Linked DNA regions of Sus scrofa: region 1 is linked to region 2. Evidence: chromatin contacts called from public promoter capture Hi-C data. All regions are on one chromosome and are shown on one strand. Each heading gives the region's core, a stretch centred on a gene start, on an enhancer-like site or on the middle of the called end of the contact. The rest is flanking DNA. Distances are from core to core; before and after follow the strand shown.

What was found. Promoter capture Hi-C pulls out the DNA fragments that hold promoters and counts their contacts.
Region 1: a contact with region 2 is called in a promoter capture Hi-C map of liver, with 2.9 times the contacts expected there. The contact joins the promoter of SERPIND1 here to the promoter of SDF2L1 in region 2. A contact is called at or near these places in 3 of 5 promoter capture datasets (fetal liver and liver), 19 of 47 Hi-C or Micro-C datasets (alveolar macrophages, blood, brain and 11 more) and 2 of 2 datasets of contacts at active chromatin or transcription factors (alveolar macrophages and skeletal muscle).

What each region holds. Positions count from the first base shown.
Region 1 is chr14:50,425,301-50,431,567 of Sscrofa11.1, forward strand. SERPIND1 (heparin cofactor 2) reads left to right here and starts at 1,821. Exons shown (of 5, transcript XM_001929566.5): 1 at 1,821-1,909; 2 at 4,952-5,838. The coding sequence starts at 4,962. The region is part of intron 19 of PI4KA (phosphatidylinositol 4-kinase alpha); the gene reads right to left.
Region 2 is chr14:50,247,011-50,253,297 of Sscrofa11.1, forward strand. It overlaps SDF2L1 (stromal cell-derived factor 2-like protein 1), which reads right to left and starts at 4,626. Exons shown (of 3, transcript XM_001929542.5): 1 at 4,346-4,626; 2 at 3,816-4,012; 3 at 2,597-2,999. The coding sequence starts at 4,532. The coding sequence ends at 2,718. It overlaps LOC110256815, which reads right to left. Exons shown (of 3, transcript XM_021073687.1): 3 at 4,903-4,983. The coding sequence ends at 4,903.

The sequences.
Region 1 (6,267 bases), core at 571-3,070, 180 kb after region 2:
CTAACTGAGGCACACCTTTGAAGTGGAGAGAAAACACTGACTTGTGTGTGACAGAAGGTACAGCTTTAGAGGAAGACCAAAACCACACACTTTTGACAGGTGTCAGATCCAAACATGCCAGGAGTGTTACCAAGGAGTGAAACTCAGTGTTTTCAACAGTGGGTGATAGGATCAGAAATCTGGATGCATATCCAATACAGAAATCTAGGAAACAATGGAGTTCCCATTGTGGCTCAGTGGGTTAAGAACCCAACTAGTATCCACGGTCATGTCAATCTTCACAGCTACCTTCCATAGCGGGTTTGACCACCGCCCTCATTCCGGGGCGAGAGGGAGAGTGTGGGCCTGAAGAAAGCTACTCCTTGGCCAGTGCCCGGGCCCGCCATGCAGGGAGGAGGGCAGCAGGGCAGATGGACACTGGCCAGCCAGGAGTGGATAGCAATGCAGGCCGAGTGCCTCTGAGCAGCCCCAAATAACCACACTTTCCATGTCCTGAACACAACTGCCCTTGACCCACCAGAATCCTCCAGACCCCTTGCCCCCCCTGCAGACCCCCAGAGTCCTACTCTCATTTTATTTTGTTTTTTTTTCCCCATGCCATACAGAAGTTCCCCGGCCAGGGATTGAACCTGCACCTCCATAGCAACTTGAGCCACTGCAGTCGGATTCTTTTTGTCTTTTTGCCATTTCTTGGGCCGCTCCCTCAGCATATGGCGGTTTCCAGGCTAGGGGTCGAATCAGAGTTGTAGCCGCCGGCCTACGCCAGAGCCACAGCAACAGGGTATCCAAGCCGCGTCTGCAACCTATACCACAGCTCACAGCAACACCGGATCCTTAACCCACTGAGCAAGGCCAGGGGTTGAACCCGCAACCTCATGGTTCCTAGTTGGATTCGTTAACCACTGCGCCACGACGGGAACTCCTGCAGTCAGATTCTTAACTGACTATGCCACAAAGCGAACTCCTCCCTGTCATATTAGAAGGTATCTAGGGACAACATGCCAAACTCTCAGGGACAGAAGTGGGGAGCAACTCTGTGACACGGGGTCTTCTTGACAATCCAGGATATATGTATTTTTTTTTGTACTTTTTAGGGCTCAACTCATAGTATGGAGGTTCCCAGGCTAGGGGTTGAATCAGAGCTATAGCTGCTGGCCTACACCACAGCCACGCAATATCCTACACCACACCTCATGGCAACACCTGATACTTGACCCACTGAGTGAGGCCAGGGTTTGAACCTGCAACCTCATGGTTACTAGTCAGATTTATTTCCGCTGCACCCCAACAGGAACTCTGACCATCCAGAATATTCTTACAGCAGCGTTTAAATCACCAATTTAAAAACACAAACTAAAAATAAAACAATCCCTGGCCCCTGGGAATACCTAAGTGGACCCTAGGACTACATGACAGACAGGAGAGCTAGGCGGCACATCCCAACAGAGATGCAACGACCCTTGACTGCAGGCAGGCCTGGGCCAGGGTCTCTACCGCAACTTCCCCTCCACTGTCTCTGAAGGGCCGGGCTCATGGGAGGCTGGGGACATCTGCCAGGTTCCAAGTCGAGAGCTGTGATTGCTTAGAGGAAGAACTTGTGGTTCAAGGGACCCTGAGTGGTCTCCACTTGCATGGGAGCATTAGAGCTGCCACCCCAATGCAACCCAGCCCAGAGCTGAAATGTCCTGGCTGCCCCATGAGTGCATCCACAAAGATGGTCACGCCTCCGCAAGTCACCCAGCGGTGCCCAAAGGCGAAGAGAGGGCTTTGTGCTGACGAAGCTGATCGAGCTCTGTTTGATCTGGGACGTATTTACTTTGGAAAATGCAAGAGCAGCCCAGCACCAAAGTTCACACTGGTGGCCTTGGCCGATTCTGTCCCTGCAAAGCCCCTTCTCAGCAGCACAGAGGTGAGTGTTTTCTAACATTTTTTGTCGAATACGGATTCTTATTTGTGGTAGTTAGAGATGGGCAACTGGTGTGTTTCTCCATCATACACACATTCAAATGCTCTCTGCACTATCTTTGTGGGGAAATGTCTTGTTTTCCATCTGCCCAGTGGGGAGCTGACAGGCTGGAAGAGGGGACTGCACTAGTTAGAGTGGCAAGTTGGGAAGCAGGTGAAGTGGGAGGATATCTGGGTTCTGGGTCATCTCATATGGTTCAGAAAAATAATGTGTGCGTGTCACATAGGCACATATACATATGTGTGTACAGAGACCTGGTGAGTCTGCAGAAAGATACAGGGCTGTTCTGTAAGCTGTGCTTTCAACTCTCCTGTGAATCTGCAGTTATTTCATAAAAAGTGTTCACAACCCCAGGCAGCTCCTTCTGTTATACCTGCTCTGTGCCCGGAGGTGTGGATGGCTGGGCAAACGCTCTGAGGTGGGACTAAGATGTCCACCCCACTCCACGCAACTAGCATGAGAAGGCACTACAGGAAATGACCAGAAAAACAATTTTTTGAATGATCTACCTTTAAAAAAGATTGCTTCTCTGCAAAGACAGTAATCTGGATTTAAACACAAGCTAGTGATAATTTTAAAGTATCCTATTTGTTGGAGTTCCCGTCGTGGCTCAATGGTTAATGAATCTGACTAGGAACCATGAGGTTGCGGGTTCGGTCCCTGCCCTTGCTCAGTGGGTTAATGATCTGGCGTTGCCGTGAGCTGTGGTGTAGGTTGCAGACACGGTTTGGATCCTGCGTTGCTGTGGCTCTGGCGTAGGCCGGTGGCTACAGTTCCGATTAGACCTCTAGCCTGGGAACCTCCATATGCCGCGGAGTGGCCCAAAGAAATAGCAAAAAGACAAAAAAAGACAAAAAAAGAAAAAAAAGAAAAAGAAAAAGAGCAAAACTACAAAAAAAAAAAAAAAAGTATCCTATTTATTATACTAACCGGCAAAGCAACAAAAAGATTTACTTTTCTGATTTCTAATTTTTATCCACAGAAAATATGAGAGAATAATGAAACAATGAAACCTATTTTGGGCTTTTCATCACCTTAGCCAGAAACAGGGTACAAGAAGCTTCCACATGTACTATCTGAATATGGGGGAAAATATGACTGTTTTCACCTCTGCCTCCCTATTCGGTCTCAGATTCCTTTTTCTTAACTCTTATTTATTCCACTTTTTTTTTTTTTTTTTTTTTTTTGCTTTTTAGGGCCACACCTGTGGCACATGGAGGTTCCCAGGCTAGGGGTTGAATCAGAGCTGTAGCTGCTGGCCTACACCAGAGCCACAGCAAAGCCAGATCCAAGCCACGTCTGAGACCTATACCATAGCTCACGGCAACGCCGGATCCTTAACCCACTGAGCGAGGCCAGGGATCAAGCCCTTGTCCTCATGGAGGCTAGTCAGATTCGTTTCCGCTGAGCCACAACCGGAACTCCCCAGCTGGGTTTTTTAAAACCTTATTCTCACCTCAGAAGAATATTTTCAAGTGCAGCCTAGCAAGGAGACTTCCACCAAACTGCTTACTTCCTTCTATTTTTTTTTTTTTTTTTGTCTTTTTAGGGCCATACCTGCGGCATATGGAGGCTCCCAGGCTACGGTTCGAATCAGAGACGTAGCCCTTGGCCTACACCACAGCCACAGCAATGCCAGATCGAAGCCAAGTGTGTGACCTACACCACAGCTCATGACAATGTGGGATCTTTAACCCACTGAACGAGGCCAAGGATCAAACCTGCATCCTCGCGGTTACTAGTCAGATTCATTTCCACTGAACCATGACAGGAATTCCCTTTTCTAACTTTTTAAAGCACCCTGCCATGGGTTCTATGGCAGTCACTCGATAGAAGTTGTCCCTGCACCCAGGCTACGTGTAGCACTGGGGCCTCAGCTATGTGCTGGGGGAGGTGTGGGGTGCATGGGGTAGGAAAAGCAACAGAGGTTTCAGTCAGAAGCCACGTGAGAGTCCCTCTCCAGGAGAGCAAGTGAGGTGACTTGTGTTAGCAGTGCTGCAGTGGATAGAGGGGACTGGGCGGGGACACAGAGCTGGAACTCCAGGCAGACAGGCAGAGCCTCCACATGGGGGATGGGGAGGGGAGGTGCTCTTCTGCCCTGGTTCCAATGTAGCCACTGCACAGCACAGGCAGGCTCCGGATCCTGACCTGTAAATGCTGGGACCTAACAAACTTGACAAGACACTCTACTCTTTCTAGCGGGATCAGAAGGGGTGATGGGATCCTGTACAATTAAACAACAGCATAAACATCTACTGTCACTCTCCTGGAGAAACACAGAAGTACCGAATTAATAGCTCCTTTCCAAGGACAAAATTCACACCCAGAAAGACAGAAGAGAAGGACAAGGCCATCTGGTAGTCCAACTGATGAGACAGGGAGGGAGGGTGGGCAGCTTACCCTCTGTATCTATTAAAAATGAACCTTGTTTCTATAAATAGCGCCCCCTCGGGCCTTTGGGAAGAGCCTTCACTCAGACCTCATGGGCCTAGTAGCATTATTTCTAACCCCACACCAGCAGCACTTCAGGGGAAGATCTGGTCCCCTGACAGCAGTGGGAGCTGACTGACAGATACAGGGGAAAAAAGGCACACCTGCAGCTAGCCATGCACTCCCCTTCCTGTGCAGCAAGACCTTTCCTGCCTTGGCCACAATGGTCCCTACCTGGTGGGGGAGACTCTGTGCCTCCAGGGCTCAACATGGAGAAGGGAGGCCGCATTTAGTGAATGAATGACAAACTCCTGCACCCCTGAACCCTATAGTTCTGCAAACCTCTTAAAGGATCTGATCTGGGGGACCACAGACTCTCCTGGCAGGTTTACGAAGCCACCCGAAATGTGAGGTATCTATTTATATTCACCAGAACCAAAATGGTTTGGGACTGGCACCCCCAGTGCACCCTCCTGGATCAAGGCTGGGGCGGTGTCTGCCAGGATATATGTAAGTATGGGGTCTACCTCTTACTCTGTCTGGTTCTCCCTCCAGCTCTGCCAAAATGCAGCGCTCACCACACCCCCTCATGCTATTTCTTCTCCTGGCATCCGTGTGTGGCAAGCATGGCCTGGTGGGCCAGCCCGTTGATGGTGGGGAGGACCCCAAGTCTGCAGACCCCCGGTGGGGGCAAATGAAGAGCAGAAACCAAAGCAGGCCCCTCCTCCCCACTGACTTCCACAAGGACACAGTCACCAATGAGTGGATTGCAGATGGAGAGGAGGACGAGGACTACCTGGACCTGGAGAAGATCTTTGGGGATGATGACGACTACATTGACATCGTGGATGCAGTCTCGCCTGCAGACCCCATGGCCAGTGCAGGGAATGTGCTCCAGCTCTTCCCAGGCAAGAGCCGCATCCAGAGACTGAACATTCTCAATGCCAAGTTCGCCTTCAACCTCTACCGGGCACTGAAGGAGCAGGCCAGTGCCTCAGACAACATCTTCCTGGCGCCTGTGGGCATCTCCACGGCCATGGGCATGCTCTGCCTGGGCCTGCGCGGGGAGACCCACAAGCAAGTGCATGCGGCCCTGCACTTCACGGACTTTGTCAATGCCAGCAGCAAGTATGAGCTGGGCACTATCCACAACCTCTTCCGGAAGCTGACCCACCGCCTCTTCCGGAGGGACTTCGGGTACACGCTGCGGGCTGTCAACGACCTTTACGTCCAGAGGCAGTTCCCCATTCTGGATGACTTCAGAACCAAGGTCAGACAGTACTACTTTGCCGAGGTCCAGGCGGCCGACTTTGCAGACCCTGCCTTCCTATCGGAGACTAACCACCACGTTGCAAGACTCACCAAGGGCCTCATAAAGGACACTCTGCAGGACATAGACCCTGCGACTCAGATGATGATCCTGAACTGCATCTACTTTAAAGGTAAGAAATAGCCCCACGCTTCCCAAAGCAGACTCAGATGTGCCTTTTTTTTTTTTTTTTTTTTTCTTTTTCTTTTAGGGCCAAGTCCATGGCATATGGAAGTTTCCCAGGCTAGGGGTCAAATCGGAGGTACAGCTGTCAGCCTAAACCACAGCCACAGCAGTGCAGGATCCAAGCCACATCTGTGACCTATACTGAAGCTCATGGCAATGCCAGATCCTCAACCTACTGAAGGCAGGGATCAAACCTGCGTCCTCATGGATACTAGTTGGGTTTGGTACCACTAAGCCACAATGGAACATGTGGACATGCTCTCTTAGCATGCGGGTGGGTGGGCAAAAACCACGTCTGACCTCGATGTGCCCAGGAGACTCAGGTGCAGGCTCAGCTCTGGGAATGGGGAGGATCTGAGGAGGTAACAGAGCAGCT
Region 2 (6,287 bases), core at 3,376-5,875:
CATCTGGGCCCTTTCCTCTTTTATTCTCCGTCCAAAGCCTGAGAGTAAATGCTACGCAGGAAGGTGCAGCTGGGTTTGAGTCTTCAGCAATCTTGGTTGCCTCGTCTGCAGAATTAAGAAGAGAATTGAACTGTGCTTCTTACAGGTGTTGCCAGGAGCAAATAAGATGCTGTGCAAATCATTGACCTAGGGCCTGGCACTTAGTTTTCAATAAATGAGAGCACCACGGCTGCTGCTGATGCAGTTTTGATTCTTGGTCTTGCCCTGCATTCTGCATGCAGCCATCTCACCTGCTCCCACAGCTTCAGCCTTGATTTCCCAAGGATTCCTACATGCTGTGCACTGTTGGATTCTGCTCTTAATTAATACTTCTCACTTTTCTGTGTGTGGTAATTGGAAAGTGAGGTGACAGAAGCAGAAGCAGGCTCTTACAGCCCAGAGGGGCCAGAGGAGTGCAATGTGGTCCACATTGCTGGTGCCCCGCCTCCATTCCCTTGACACTCACCTCTACAGAAAGGATGCTTCTCTGGCTGAGGACTACTGGGCAATTGGGAAGTGCTGCAGAGTAAATCCCTGCCCCACCCCACCCCCAGCAGCCCTCAGACAATGAGAGAAGATATGTTGGTTGGATGAGTGCCCCACTTTCTAGCCTTTGGTGGAGAGAACTCTAATGTATGTTCTCCATGGGGTCCTAGAGCTCCCCAGTGTGAATAAGGCTTCATCGGCTGCCTTCCTGCTCCTCTAAGCCCTATTCCTCCGCCTCAGTGTTTTGTGGGATCACCTACCAACAACCTGCTTGCACTCCTGTCTCAGGTCATATGAGTGATGGTAGAGAAATCTAGACTTGTAGACACTATTCAAGAGGTTTGAGCAGGAGTTCCCCTTGTGGCTCAGTGGTAAAGAACCTGACTATTATCCATGAGGATGTGAGTTCAATCTCTGGCCTGGTTCATTGGGTTAAGGATCCAATGTTGCCATGAGCTGTGGTATAGTTTGCTGATGCAGCTTGGCTCCAGTGTTTCTATGACTGCAGTGTAGTTTGGTGGCTGCAGCTCCGATTCAGCCCCTAACCTAGGAACTTCCATATGCCACAGGCATAGCCAAAAAAAGAAAAAAAAAAAAAAAAAGGCTTGAGCAGAGCAAGAGCTCATAGGGGAGAGGGCAGGGGGAGCAAAGGACCTAACCGTGACCCTCCTCCCCTCAGGTCTCACATTGACTAGAGCTTTTCTCTCACCCACTAAGGTCAATGAGTTCTCAAAAGTGAGGTGCTCTGCCCACCCTCCTCCAAGCCCCTTCCAACCAGCTGCCACCCCCATCCTCTCCTTGGGCTCTATTATTCTCATCCTGCAAAGTCGCATCCTCCACCTCCAGCAGCTCCCCAAAGCCTCTAGGGATGTAATCTCCACTATCACCTCTAGAGGGCACCCACACACCAGAAAAACTACTGTTACCTTCGTATATCAGAACACTATTTATTTATTGTTCCTTTTCTTAAGTTGCAAAGTTTTGCTGGCTCAAATCGTGCCTCTTCCAAGTTCCCTGGTGGCCTAACCGGTTAAGGATCTGGTGCTGGAGTTCCCGTTGTGGCTCAGTGGAAGCGAATCTGACTAGCATCCTTGAGGACACACGTTGGATCCCTGGCCTTGTTCAGTAGGTTAAGAATCCAGCATTGCCATGAGCTGTGGTGTAGGTTGCAGACGTGGCTCGGATCTTGTATTGCTGTGGCTGTAGTGTAGGCCAGCGGCTAAAGCTCCTATTCAACTCCTAGCCTGGGAATCTCCATAGGCCTCGGGTGTGGCCCTAAAAATGTTAAAAAAAAAAAAAAAAAAAAAAAAAAAAAGTACCTGGTGTTGCCACTGCTGTGGCTTGGGTCAGTGTTATGCCACTGGTTTAATCCCTGGCTCAGGAACTTCTTCATGCTGAAGGTGTGGCCAAAAAAAAGAAAAAACTGTGTCTTGTCTTCCAGGAAGACTTGTTAGTGGCTTCAGGGTGGCAGTTCTCTGTGGTTACTTCCCTTGTGATATCTTTTGAAATTTCTCTATGGCCTCAGGACTTTGAAGGGTTGTAGTGGAGCCTGAGATGCTACATTCCAGGGCTGGCTTGGTGTGTGGAGTGCTATTTGCACCAAGAGTGAGGGAAACTGTGATGCAAATTTCCAGCAGATAGGCAGAGTCCTGACCCGGTTCTTGGTCAAAGACGTGTGAGATTGCAGCAACTGCAAGAGGCGCCAAGAGGAGGGGGAGCACCTCAAAGGATGAGGGGGCTGGAGAACTTGTGCCCATCCCAGCTGGCAGAGAGTGGGGCTCCTGCTTTCCCCCTGACCCCAGCCCTGGCCCCCACCCTTATCAGGAAGGTTTGTAAAGCTCAGGGCCTGGGAGCTGGGGTCACTTGCCACTGGACCATCTGAGGGTAGAGCAGGGGCTGTGATGGCCCAGAGCAGTGTTGGGAGTGTACAGAAGAGCATCAGAGAGGTTTGGACAGGTTCAGCTGCCAACTGTTATGGAGATAGAGGTTTTGCACTGAGGAAGAGATGCTGAACCAGGCCAGGGAGGGCTGGCGCTTGCTGGGCACCCCTAGACTCACAGCAAAATACAACCATAGACCAACATTCTTTAATCATAAAGGCACTTAAGAATCCCTACAAACCCAAAGTTTCCCCCAAGAGTGGGTCTGCAGTCAACCCATCCTTCTGCCCTCCATCCACCCATCCAGAGCACTCAGAGTTCATCATGACCTGCAGAGGGGTCCATGCTGGGCTTGATGAAGATGCCTTCCATGGCCTTCCACCTATTGTGAGTGTTGGCGCTGGGCATGCCGTGCACCTCGTGTTGCCCACGGATGGGACTCCCGTATTGCTCACCGGTGACCGAAAGGAACACAGAGGTGCCCACGTGCTGGAAGCGCACTGCAGCCTCCCGCTCCCAGTGCTGCCCTGAGCAGCGCACTGTCCACAGGTCCAGGTCATCACCCTCGCCATCCTCCCCAAAGGCGCTCACCTCCTGTGGGTGCGGGTGGGGCAGGATGGGAGGACAGTAGTCATTATGAAGGGCACTCTGAGACTCCTGTAGACACTTGTCTAGCACTGCGCTCACACCCAGGGGCCTGCCTTGCAACTCTCTGAGCCTCAGTTTCCACAGCTGCAAAATAGGACAACACAACTCCTACCCCCAGCACTCAGAAGCCCCCCACCCCCCACCTCCGTAAATTTTTCAAACACCAGCACATCCCACCTCATCTGGGCAGCGACCACAGGCCCCCACAGGGCCAAGACCTTCTCCTCGCTCCTCCATGTTCCTCCTGTTCTAATCCCTCTGACCCTCACTCAGCATAAAGCCCACACCTCAGGCTGGGCTTAAGATTAAGGTTCTATTAATCTACTTTCTCTTCTGATAACCGTCCAAAAGCATCCTCTGTTCCAGCCCCACCTCCCACCCAGTTCCAATGAACTCCACATGCAAGCTCTTCCTTAGGCCTCAGAGACACTCTCCTCTCTGTGGCCTGGGGGGCTCCTCCTCCTTCCAGGCCCAGCCTGAGTTCCCCCTCCCCTGGAGGGTTTCCATTCCTCACTCCAGTGGCCATAGTGGATTCTCCTCCTCCGCTGTCGGATTGCCCCTCAGGGATGGCACTGTCTAGCTAGATGGCTCTTTCTGCCTGGGCAGAGAGCTCCAGGGGACAGGACCCTGACGCATGCAGTCACCTCGGTGTCCCCAGAGGGGGCGCTCAACAAACACTTCTGATTTGAAATTCCCGTTCCACAGAGGAAGTCGAGGCTCAGAGCCGGCGCCCGGCCCCTCACATATACTCCAGGGGCTCACCTGGTTGTTGGACAGCGGCGAAGGGAAGTGGTGCGTGTGCAGGTTCTTGCCGGTGAGCACGTGAGTCAGCCGAACCGTCTGCCCGCAGCGCACCGGAGACCCGCGCGGACACCCGCCCTCCGAGCCGCCGCGGATTTGCCAGTAGCTGTTGGCGTCGTCGGACGCCTCCACGCCGGTCACCGACTGCTGGCCGCTGCCTAGGGGGAGATACCCCACCCCCGGGGTTGCCGTCAACGCGACAACTCTGACCCTCGGCAAGGACACCATCATTTCTCCCGGACAAGCTCAACCCTGGGACCCAGTGGCTCCCTCAGCCCCTCCCGCCCGGGCGGGACTCAAGTCACCTGGTCCGAAGCTCCCGAATGACATCGCGACCACCCCGTCAAACAGCCAGACTCTGCCCCTTGGTCCGCAACTCCTTCAGTCCCTGATGATTCCCAGACCCCTGGCCGGCAGACCCCCGCCCCACCTCTGTCAGACCCCCACCCCTGGCCGCTACTGCCCGGATGCCGCAGCCCCAGCCCGCGCACCGGATCCGTATTTGATGTCGTGCGAATGCAGCCGCACCCGGTGCTGCGTGTTGAGCAGCTTCAGCACCGACCCACAGGTCACGAGGCCCGAGCCGGTCTTGGCGGCACCGCTGCCCGGCACCAAGAGCGCTAGCAGCAGCCCCAGCAGCGCCGGTCCGGCAGCTCGCCGGCAACCCGCGCTCCACATCGCCCCGGCCGGGCTCTGGCAACTCGGCCCGTGGACGCTTCCGTCTCCGCTGCCGGCCAATCGGGCTCTGACAGAGCCCACCACGGTAGCCAATCGCCGGCCTGCACGGCGCTCCGCCTGCACTGTTATTGAGTCCTTGTGGAAGGGACCCGCCCCCAGCTTTCGAGAGACGCGGCGGGGAGGGGGTTGGAGACACGAGGAGGGTTATGATTGGTCCACGCTTCCGAGGACTCACCAATGAGTATCAAGGGAAGACTGGGGCGGTGCCGAGCGGAGAGAGCTGGTGGCTCGCTCTGCAGGTGAGGGCGGCCCTCCCGTGGCCTCTGGGCCCCAGAACACCTGGTTCGCCTCTTCACGAAGGTCCTTGGCCCTAGATCCCCAGGACCTCAATCATGGTGTCTTCCTTGGGCCCTAAGTCCCGCAGCTGCAGGGTCTTGATGTTGCTCGACCACTGGATTACGTGGTCACAAGTGGACACATCTCAAAAACTCAGTCACCTGGTCCTTCAGTCCCTGGACCCCAGGATGGACTGGTTCCCCAGTCGCTTGGTCTTTACCCCTTCTCCTGCATTGGGTCACCTCAGTTCCTGGACCCTGGAGTTTCTGAATTCCTTGGCCACTCACTGACCCCTTCCAGGGCAGAATCTCATGGTCATTAGGCCGCTGGGCAGCAGAGGGAGCTGTGGTGTAGAGGATAGTGGCAGGTGGTCCCCAGAAAGCACCACCAAGCTGTCTTAGGAAACAAGAGCAGAGGGAGACCAAGTAACTGGGGACCAAGCCTCGGTTACTTTGCGTCCAGGGCTTCAGACCCATAGCCTTCTCAGAGGTCTGTGGGCTCAGTCTTCAAGGGGAGAAACTTACACCACTATTTATTCATTTGTGGAACATTCCTACGTTGACTTCACTCCAAGTCTTTCAATTCACCCCGTCTAGATGGCTCTGACTCCAAATCAGGCTGTGAGGCATCTCTCCTGCCCCAACCCCAGCACCCTCACCACCCTAATACAAGGCGCCTCCCACCCCTCCACATCTACCACCACCTCCTAGAAGAGTTCCCTGCTTCTGATAACTCAGGCCCCTCCAAGACATTTTCTACACAGGAAAGTGGTTTGTGCCTTAAAAATCATAAATTGGATCATGCCAGGTGTCTGCTGAAAGCTACCAATGGTTTCCTGTTACACTGGGAATGAGGGGATGGCAAGAACAGGGTTAGTAATCTCCCTGAAGGCAAAGAAAGGGTTCCAATAGCAGCAGAGACCCCAAGACTGAGTTGGGGAAGCCAATGTGGCTCCACTTGTAGTTTCTGGAGACTCATGGCTCCTCCTGGATGTCCCTTTTCCTGTATACCACATCCCCAGCTCACCTCATAGGTAGGTGCTCAGCACCCTCCACCTGGAGGCCACGGTTTGTCTCCAGGTTCAGATTCCCAGGCCCTACTCAAGGTGTAATAAGTGACAGGCGCGTGGGGGGGGTAGTTTGTTTCCAATCAAGTCTGCTAACAATTCTTCCCACTCTTGCAAGTGCCAGCTGCTCCTCTCCTCAAAGTATGGGGTCCCTCCCCCCATCCCCAACCTGGGCAGGCATCACAAGTGTCTTTGACCATGAGAATGCTGCAGAAATGCTGTTTGGGAAGTTCCAGCAGTCTGGCTTCTTCCCTCTAGGAAGCCAGCCACTGTTCCTGCTGGTCCCAGGCCAGAGGGACCACTGGATGGCCAGGGGCAACACGGAGAGAGATGCTGGAAGGGGAGAGGCCATG